Regions from separate parts of the Sus scrofa genome. Here region 1 is linked to region 2. Evidence: chromatin contacts called from public HiChIP or PLAC-seq data. All regions are on one chromosome and are shown on one strand. Each heading gives the region's core, a stretch centred on a gene start, on an enhancer-like site or on the middle of the called end of the contact. The rest is flanking DNA. Distances are from core to core; before and after follow the strand shown.

Region 1 (4,818 bases), core at 236-2,735, 260 kb before region 2:
CTACAGATTATGGCAACGCTGGATCCACTGAATGAGGCCAGGGATTGAACACATATCCTCATGGAGACTATGTCAGGTTCTTAACCTACTGAGCCACAGTGGGAACTCCTTATATTTACCCCCCCACACACAACTTTTTTTTTTGGGGGCTACGCCTGGAACATGCAAACGTTCCCGTCTAGGACTCGAACCTGAGCCACAACTGTGATAATGCTGGATCATTAACTGCTAGGCCACCAGGGAACTCCTATATTTACCATTTTTAAATTTCTTACATAAATTATACAATTATGTTTCTTATGTGGTATTAGCCTCTTAATTGGGATATTTGCATTTTTTCTTACTCATTATCTCTGGAATTTATGTTGAACTTCTCCTGATACCCCTTTTTTTGTCAGTTAAAATATAGGCTTAAATTATTTGAAAGATCATCCCTAAGCAAAAGGCTTAAAAAAAAAAAAAAAAAACCCTAATTTTCAAGTTCATGAAATTGGATCAGACAGTATAAAATGGCTTTTTTGGCTACCTAAAGGAAATTGCCCATGTTTCATGACTGAGATTTGGTTATATTTCTTGTGTTGGCTGACTCAGTCTGGGAGATAATTCTGCTTTGCTAACTGTTTTATCCCTTTCCTTCCCTCTGTCTAGACATTTTGTGTGTAGAGCTTCCTCAACTCTGGTAACCAGAAACGCATTCGAGTGGTCTGCTATCTTTTGCTTAATGCTCTGCTTTGACCAAATTCATTCCCTGCAGCATCCTCTGAGAGAGGTTGATGACATTATTTCCTTTTCACACCTGGAGATGTGTGCTAGAGCCAGAGTGGGCCTTTCAAGGACACAGGCTGTAAACAAAGCCGGCATTAAACTCTGTCCTTGGCTTTACCGTCTTGGTCAAATGCCTGCATGGAGGTGGGGGAGTGGGGGTGGTCGCTGGTCTCAGAGGCCCTCACAGATTTGCCTGTCTCTGCTAGTTCAGGAAGACTGAAAGTGAGAGTGCTTGGAGTCCCCGTGCTGGGGAGCTTGCTTGGGGTAGGGACCTGGGCAGTTCCTCAAGCGTCCTCAGGGTGGCACTGCGGGGCCACAGCTCTAGGCTCCTGGAGATTGCTCAGGAGGAGCCTGTAGCCTGGGAGGGAAGGGACAAAGGACTAGGAGGCCTGGGTCCCTGCGCCTGCAAGGTGAGACATGTGTCCTCATTTCCACGGTTGTCTCAATTTGAACTTTACGCCTTCCCCAGGGAGAATGGTTTCCACTTTATTTTGGAGGTTAAGTGGGAAGAGGAAAGTTTTCTTAGTAGTAACTATGGGGACTAGGCTGTGTTCAGTTTTATTTTATTAGAGTAGACCTCACAGGCAGAGAGGGGTGAGGGGTGGCCCTGGCCACTGTCCACCTGGCAGGGGGGTGCCTTCGGGAGTGACTACAAGGGGCTGGGCCTGAGGCAGACCTCCTCTGACTTGTGTGGCCCCAGCTCTCTGCACTGGAGGCCTGTGTGTCTCGTGCCTCTGACAAGTGGGCATCACCCTCCTCTGTCTGGGCTGGTGCTGGTCCTTGTGGAGTTCGCTTCCTCCGTCAGACAAGTACGATCATTTTGGAAGGGGTGCTGCGGCCGGGAAGCAGGGGGCTGTGACAAGGAACCAGCAGGGCCCTTAGGAGGCTGCGTGGACTACACTTGTCACACTGGTTTTGGCCAAAGACAGGCACGTGACATGCAGAACAGATGTGTTGGAAGTTGGGAGGAGAGAAGGATTAACATGGGAGCTGCCCAGGGTGTCCTGAGCAGTACAGCCTGGCCCTGATCACTCCCAATGGGGTGGAGCGACTGGCCTTCCCAGCCCAGGAGGTCCCCAGGAGGGATCTGGGTTGAAACTTTTCTCTTTTGCCTGGTTTCTCCTTCTGATCTCCAAGTAATTCCCTGCCACCCTGCCTCTCTTATCTAATTGGCTCCCACTTGATGCTTTAAGTCTCATGAAATCCGCTGCAGAGGCCAAGGCTGGATCAGTTTTGATTCTTCGTTCCATCCTGTGTCTCCTTAACACTCTTCCTTTCTCTGTTTCATCTCACTTTCCTTTCTGAGGGTCTCAAGCTTCTCTGTCACGTTCCTCCCTAACCATCTTTCAACAGTGTCACAGGTGTTGTCTTGGGCCGTGGGCTGGAGGACTCCTCCCCTGTCATTGCAGACATTTCTGCCCCAAGGGCTCCCACCCGCCTCCTGCTAGCTGGTGACCTGGGCTCTGGATCCAGATCCTCTCTTGCTTCCTGCTGCCACTCTTTGTAGCCTCGGCATCCACACTGAGGCTCTTCTGACTGGGTGTCTCCACCTCTGTTCCCACTCAGCCACCAGCTGCTAACAGTGAGCCCTCCCACTGGAGCCTCCTCACTCAGGGGGTTTGTCCTCCGGCCCCTCCTGTTCCCAGTTACCTGGTATCAGCCTTCCCCTTGTCCCTCCGTCCTCCTGTTCCCAGTTGCCACCGTCCCCTCACAAGCATCCTCCCCCCTACTTTGGCTATTGTCACCTTGTCACCCTCTGGTTGTCCTACACCCACCCCCACTCGATGCAGAAGTGTGGGGCAAGTTCTATGACCGGAGAAGGTAATAGATTCATGGTGATTCTCCACAAAAGCTGTTCTTGCTCCTCAGCTGGGTCCATTTCCTGGGAGGAAAATCTTTCTTCCTTTGAGGAAGAAGCAGCCATAAGGCAGTTAGCGGTGATTGATGGTGGGAATGGTTTTAGCACAAGGTTCTGGCTGATAGTAGAACATGCTGGCTCTTACCTTCTCTCCCTCCATCAGACCCAGTGTCCCCTCAGGTCAGTCGTCTCTCTGACTCTGACCATCCACTTGTTCTGCTTCCTTTCCACCCTGCTGACATCACCAGTTGCCCCTGAGCAAGGCCCTCTTAAACTTTCTGGGCCTCCCTGAATTGCCACAGCAGTGACAACGCTGGATTCTTAATCTGCTGAGCCACCAGGGGACTCCCTGCCTTGGCTCTTGAGTTGACAGTGGAGAGGACAAGGTGGGTCCCAGTGGGCCATCAGGACTGTTAACTAACACTTGCCTGGGCATCTGTGCCCCAGCCCCTGTCTCCCTACCTGTCTCTTGCTGCCTCTGGTCATCCATCCCATGTATTGTGTCTAAATAGACCTCATGCTTGTACGTCACCTCAAAGACCTTCAAGGATCCTTTTCTTCTAAAAACAACCCCCTTATCCTGGTGCTGGAGGCTCTCAGTGACCTGCTACAGTCTGTCTACAACCCTTCCAGTTGTTAAGGATGGGCCTTCACCCAAGGGTCTCCCTGCCATCCTCCAAACCCACCCTGCTTGTTAAACCTGCCCCTCGTCCCCTCCGTCCCCTGCACCCAGACATCCTTCCTAATTCATCACCTCCTCCTGGTCCCTGTAGCTGGAACTGGTAGCTTTCAGAGGGTAAACCTCTAACTCGGCCATGGCCTGATGCTGCTTTTCCCCATTTGCCTCATGTACCATCTTACTTCCCTTACTGGCTGTGCGTCCCTCCAGCACAGCCTACATGGTAGAAACAGGATCAGGGGACCTGATCTGGGAAGTTGCAAACACCATGCCAGGTGCTCTTCCTCCAAGTCTCTGCATGTTAGGTGCATGAAGAGGGAAGGCCTGATGCTCCAGGAAACTCAGGCTGCAAGTGACCGACCTGGGAATTGAACCCAGACCCATCTTACTCCACAGGCTTTCACACCACTTGGGTTATTTTTAAACTGTTTCCCTTTCCTTCATTACTCTCAATATGTATGTATTTTACTTACTAATTTTGTCTGGCATCTCTCTCCCACTTGAAGTTGACCTCCACTAGGACAGGGGTTGTGCTATTGGCTGCTGTAACTCAGCACCAGGGACAGCGTTGTCACATAGTAGGTGCTCAGTTCCTATTTGTAGAAAGAAAGCCCCTTGGGAACTCCAGGCTTTTAGCAGAGCAGTTATTTATTTATTTATTTAGTCTTTTCGTCTTTTCTAGGGCCACTCCTGTGGCATATGGAGGTTCCCAGGGTAGGGGTCTAATTGGAGCTGTAGACCCCGGCCTATGCCAGAGCCACAGCAACGAGGGATCCAAGCCGCGTCTGTGACCTACACCACAGCTCACAGCACAGCTCATGGCAACGCCAGATCCTCAACCCACTGAGCAAGGGCCTGAAACCTCATGGTTCCTAGTCGGATTCATTAACCATTGCTCCACGATAGGAACTCCCTAGCAGAGCAGTTTGAAAATCTGATCTCCAGCCTCCTCCTTCCACAAAGCCAATGAATGTGTCTGTAGAATCAGTATTTGAAAGAAGAAGCAAGTGAGCCAATGAAGTCGAAGTTTTCCATCCACTGTACCATGTGGTCTGGACCTTGGAGGTCGCTGTTTAATGCAGGGAAGAGTTGCTGCAGCTCGATCTTGAAATGTAGCCTCCTTCCACTTAATGCCCACCCACTGCTTACATTTTAGCAATATGTGAAATGTGATGCTAGCACTGAATTTTTTTTTAGCTTTCTAGTTGTAGTTTCCAGATCTGTCTTCCCTAATCTGGCACATGTCATGAGGGTGCTTTCAGCCCCAGAGGCTGATGTTGTTGGAACCCGTTTGCTAGGTGGCTAGGTTTGCTCATAATTTGAATTTGAGACCAGGCAGAAGACAGCTCCCCTGTGTTTGGATTCTGGTGAGGCTCCTGGCCACACATTCTGCTGCTGGCTTGGCTCACCATGCTGGAAATAGAGAGACCAGTGCTCCCTTTGCAACGGGGTTGTGAAAAGAGGAGGAAGTGTTCAGAGCGACTGGAGTGGGTTAAAAGCCATCTGTCTGTCTGTC
Region 2 (4,464 bases), core at 1,011-3,510:
GTGCCTATGTTGCTTTTGCTTCTTGATGGCCTGTGACCTGGTAGCCAGATGCCAGATGGGTTACATTAAGTGCACAGTTTCACTCTGAGGTCCCCTGTGACTTGGGGTGACCTTGGCTTCTGAGACCCCGTCTGAAGCACTCAACACCATGGCAGTGGGTGGTCTGCTGCCCCCGTCTGTGCAGGCGAGGGAGACACCACCTGAGCATCTGTACCACGTCAGGGACAGTCACTGCCGTTACTAAGTCCTTCCTGTGGGCCCAGTGCCATGCTGAGTGCTTAAGATGGGATTTTTCGTGGACTCCTGCCTGTGGCAGAGCCAGGGCTCAGGATCGGGTCTAACCCTGAAGCGTGCTCCCCCACGCACCCCACTGTGCTCTCTGGCGTGTTTGTACCAGGCCACCTGGCAGACCCACGCATGTTCTCCCCTCTACCAGGTAAAGGTCAGTCCCAAGTCTACTGGAAGTTTCCAGGAAGCAGGATCTGACCGCACCAAATTTCTTTTCTAAGTGACTTCCAACAATTAACACCGAAGAGAAAAGGAGCTCTTCCTTTCCAGAAAAAATCCCTCTGGTACATAGAAAGAAGACTTCAGCTTAAAATCCGGGTTAGAAATGGAGACGCTCAGAGTAGTGCTGTCTTCTGGCACAGCCAGGACTGTGCTGGGGGCCTATGGCCTGGGGACGCCGGCTCTCGCTGCCCTGCCTGGTCCTGAGGCGAAGGCTCTGGGCAGTGGAGTGGGGTGGGGCACGGAGGTGGGGGCCCTGCCGATGGAGTGAGTGTCTCTCTCGTTGGTTCCAGGGTTCCCGACCATCAGGATATAGCTTTTGGGGCCTTGCAGCAGGGAACCAACTGCCTGGACACTTTGGGACATTTTGCTGACGGTGTCGTCGGAGTTTACGAGTGTCACAACGCTGGGGGGAACCAGGTATGTGCGTAGGGGGGATGAGGGAACGGGGTGGGTGGGTTGCTGAGGTCACAAGTCCTGTGGCCACCCTTCTCCTGGGACGAGAGATGTCTGCCCCGAGCCCCTTCTCAGCCTCGGGTGAGCACTGACCTGGCTTTGTCGTCACAGCTACAGGGAGGGTAGCCTTGCTCCTTCCCAGCCCATCATCCCCCGCCTCCTCTGTCCCCCCAGTGTGTGCTCACCCCAGGGCACCTGACTGTGTCTGCGCCTGCACCTGCCCACATCCGTGCCCATAAGCACTTAACCCCCGCGCCACGGCTGCCTGTTAGATAACAAGGGCTTCGGTGTAAAGCCCGCCACCTTCTGTCTCGCGGAAAGGGAGAGGCCCAGCCATGGCCTCTGTGTCCAAAAGGACCATGATCTAGAAGGCGGTTTTTCCTGTGAGGTAACAGCGGGCATTTGGTAAGATGAGGGCTTTGTGCACAGAAATGGTCGGGCAGTGTTGTGTCTTGTCATCTCCTGCTTGGGGGTGGGGGGTTGCTGTTTTTAACAAAAGGTGCTTGACCTCAGTGTCTCCCACATTTATTGATCCCAGGGCCTTTCAGTAGAACTATTTCCAAAAGAAAGTGCCTGCTTTTGTGTGAAGGTGGCTGTCCCATGTCCTTCCGGGGAGTGGCTGGGTGACTTCCTTCCCTTTCCATCCTCATGGTTGCTCCAGGTGGCCTGGACATGGTCAGTTAGACACATGAGGCGCAGGGCGGGACAGCCCCCATCCATCTGGCTCCATCCGGGTCCCAAGACAGACACCTCCCTGCCCCTGGGCTCTGCCCCACGGCTTTGCCCGGGAGGAGCCCGAGAGCTTTCGGGAAGCACCGATCCTGGGTCCCACACCCAGAGAGCCTGATTTCCTGAGTCGGGTCAGAGAGCATTGGCGTGTTTGAAAGCTCTGGGGGTGGGTGACCCTAAATGGGGACACGTGAGCAGGGCCCAGTAGGCACGGCGTCCTCCATGGTCCAGCCTGGGCTGCGAGCTGCTGTCCAGACCAGCCCTGCCTAGGGGCATTTGCGTGCTGAAGAGAATGTTCTCGGTCTGCCCCACCCAGCACAGCAGCCATCAGCCAGGTGTGGGGACGGAGCCCTCAGCACGGGGCCAGTGCGACCGAGGATGTCAGGTTTCTCCTGGTTTCATTGTGGTGAATTCAGACGCCCCGAGTGCAGGGACCACCACATGGGGAACCGTCCTGGGGGGTGGAAGCTGGTGCCCAGCGGCTCCTGCACCTCCCAGGGCCAGTCCCGTCTGAGCTGAGGAAAAGTCAGCTCTGAGGATGAGGAATGAGGGGTGAGTAACGTTTCCTAGCGGGAACCTGGCCGTGCTCTGGGTCAGTAAAGTGTGTCATGTGGTTTCTGGCAGGGCCTTGGCAGACACACAGGAAGTGGGGAAATTTTTTGAGTGGCAGCTCAGAAAAGCATTTCTTAAATATTTATGTACTTCATTTTGGAAATACAGATCATTGCAGAAGGACAGAGTGGCAACTTTCCTTGCTGTTCCCATAGCTGAATTTGGTATAGGTCTGTTTTAAAATAAGGAAGCACACAGAGTACCCATTGTGGCTCAGCGGGTTAAGAACCCGACTAGTATCCATGAGGATGTGGGTTTAATCCCTGGCCTTGCTCAGTGGGTTAAGGATCCGGCGTTGTCATGAGCTGTGGTGTAGTTCACAGATGTGGCTCGAATTCCGCGTTGCTGTGGCTGTGGTGTAGGCTGGCGGCTGCAGCTCCAATTTGACCCCTGGCCTGGAAATTTCCACATGCCATAGGTGCTGCCCTAAAAAGAATACATAAAACTGGGAGTTCCTTTTGTGGCTCAGCAGAAAGGAATCTGACTAATATCCACAAGGACACAGGTTCGATCCCTGACCTCACTCAGTGGGATGAGGATCTGGCGTTGCCGTGAGCTGTGGTGTAGGTTGCAGACGTGGTTTGGATCTGGCGTGGCTGTGGCTGTGGCGTAGGCTGGTGGCTACAGCTCCGATTCTACCCCTAGCCTGGGCACCTCCATATGCTGCAGGTGCAGCCCTGAACAAACAAAAAAGAATAAATGAACTAAAGTAAAATAAGAAAGCACACAATAGCAAGAAGGTCATAGAAACATTCAAACTGAGCTTTAAACTGAGTGTCAGCAAACCCCTAACATCTGCCAACACCTGCCTCCAAGAATGATGGAAAATCTTATTCTCCCTGGGGTCGATCCACCCATTACTCCTCTTCCCAAGTTGGGGCGGGGAGGGTATCTTTGTGTCACTGTTTCACACAAATACCTAAAAGCATGCAGGGTGCAGGGGCTACTCCATCCTGGGACCTCCTTCATGCCTGTTGGCGCTTTGGGATCACTCCCCCCCAACCCGCGCCCCCAAGGACAGCATTGTGGGAGACTGGCCTGGCCTGTGGCCCTTCCAAGCCGGTTCTGCCCGTGGGGACAGGGGGGCAAGGAGCCAGCCCTCTGCTCGCTCCCAAGTTTGGACAACCCATGAAAAACAGGCCAAGCAGGTTCTTCTCCTCTAGGATTTTCAGAGCCTTTTCAGGGATGCTATGAATTTGCAAGAGAGGCACTTGGCCCAAATTCAGTGTTTCCCAAATTTATTTGACCTGGAACCAAGTTTTCATAAGATTCTTTCGGAGTCCACTTTGAGAAGCACTGATGAAAAGGGGAGAAGTCGAAAGCTGAGGGCAGAGAGGGGGGCGCAGGGCCTGACTCCCTGTCAGGAGAGGAGGAAGCCTGCCAGGGGGCTACAGGGGCTGTCCCCAACCTCTCTCCAGCTGTGCCCAACTCCTCTGAGCACCACGTCTCTCCGCGGCCATGTAAGGGGTGCATGTGGCCGCCGGGTGGTAATCCTTCCCCATAATAGGCCATCTGCTCCAGGAGATGGAGGCACCGAGCAATGAGCTTCTTTAAAAGATTGTGTTTCCTGGGCTCCATCCCCTGAAAACAGAGAAAAGGAAAACAGTCTCTGGAAGCACTTGCCAGAGCCCAGAGTGGCATGAGGCGTGCCGCCTGCTCTCGCTACCTGGTGAGAGTGATGGAAGGCAGGGCCTGGCCTGTGTGTTTGCTGCGTGGGTCCAGCCCTCTGAAAGCACCTGAGCTGCTGCCGGTGCTCAGTGGACAGTCATTGGGGTGGACAAACAGCAGAAGGGGCACTGGGAGGGCACCCCTGGGGGATTCTTACTTAGAATAACCCTTGCTGCATCTAGATCCTGAGGGTTCTCTTGGGTTTCGTCCCTTTGAATAGGTCAAGTCCTAGAGTAAAGGTCAGAAGCCTCACCCTCCTGCCCAGAGCGGAGCTCCCAGCCCCCTCTCCCACCTGAGGCCACACTCACCCATCTTGTCACCTCCCCAGCCTCCTTCCCTTTCAGATGCTCTTGTTTGGTGTTCAGAAGAAATGGTTCTACTCTCGGCCTGTGTGTGTGTGTGTGTGTGTGTGTGTGGTGTGTGTGTGTGTGTGTGTGTGTGTGTGTGTGTGTGTGTTGAGATCACGGGCAAGTTATTTCAGCTCTCTGGCTC

Evidence for each region. HiChIP or PLAC-seq counts read pairs in DNA pulled down with a chosen protein or histone mark.
Region 1: a contact with region 2 is called in an H3K27ac HiChIP or PLAC-seq map of alveolar macrophages. The contact joins two enhancer-like sites. A contact is called at or near these places in 3 of 5 promoter capture datasets (fetal liver, liver and skeletal muscle), 29 of 47 Hi-C or Micro-C datasets (adipose tissue, alveolar macrophages, blood and 15 more) and 2 of 2 datasets of contacts at active chromatin or transcription factors (alveolar macrophages and skeletal muscle).

The regions. Positions count from the first base shown.
Region 1 is chr14:60,222,093-60,226,910 of Sscrofa11.1, reverse strand. No RefSeq gene overlaps it. Among named protein-coding and RNA genes, the nearest start is that of URB2, 30 kb to the left of the region's middle. Within about 2 kb of position 1,485, at least 15 of the 83 cell types and tissues checked have an H3K27ac peak or open chromatin away from gene starts, as enhancers often do. A contact at or near this core is called in alveolar macrophages, embryonic fibroblasts and retroperitoneal adipose tissue, where this site is marked.
Region 2 is chr14:59,967,922-59,972,385 of Sscrofa11.1, reverse strand. GALNT2 (polypeptide N-acetylgalactosaminyltransferase 2) reads left to right here. Exons shown (of 16, transcript XM_001927774.6): 14 at 801-927. Among named protein-coding and RNA genes, the nearest start is that of PGBD5, 130 kb to the right of the region's middle. Within about 2 kb of position 2,260, at least 7 of the 83 cell types and tissues checked have an H3K27ac peak or open chromatin away from gene starts, as enhancers often do. A contact at or near this core is called in alveolar macrophages, embryonic fibroblasts and retroperitoneal adipose tissue, where this site is marked.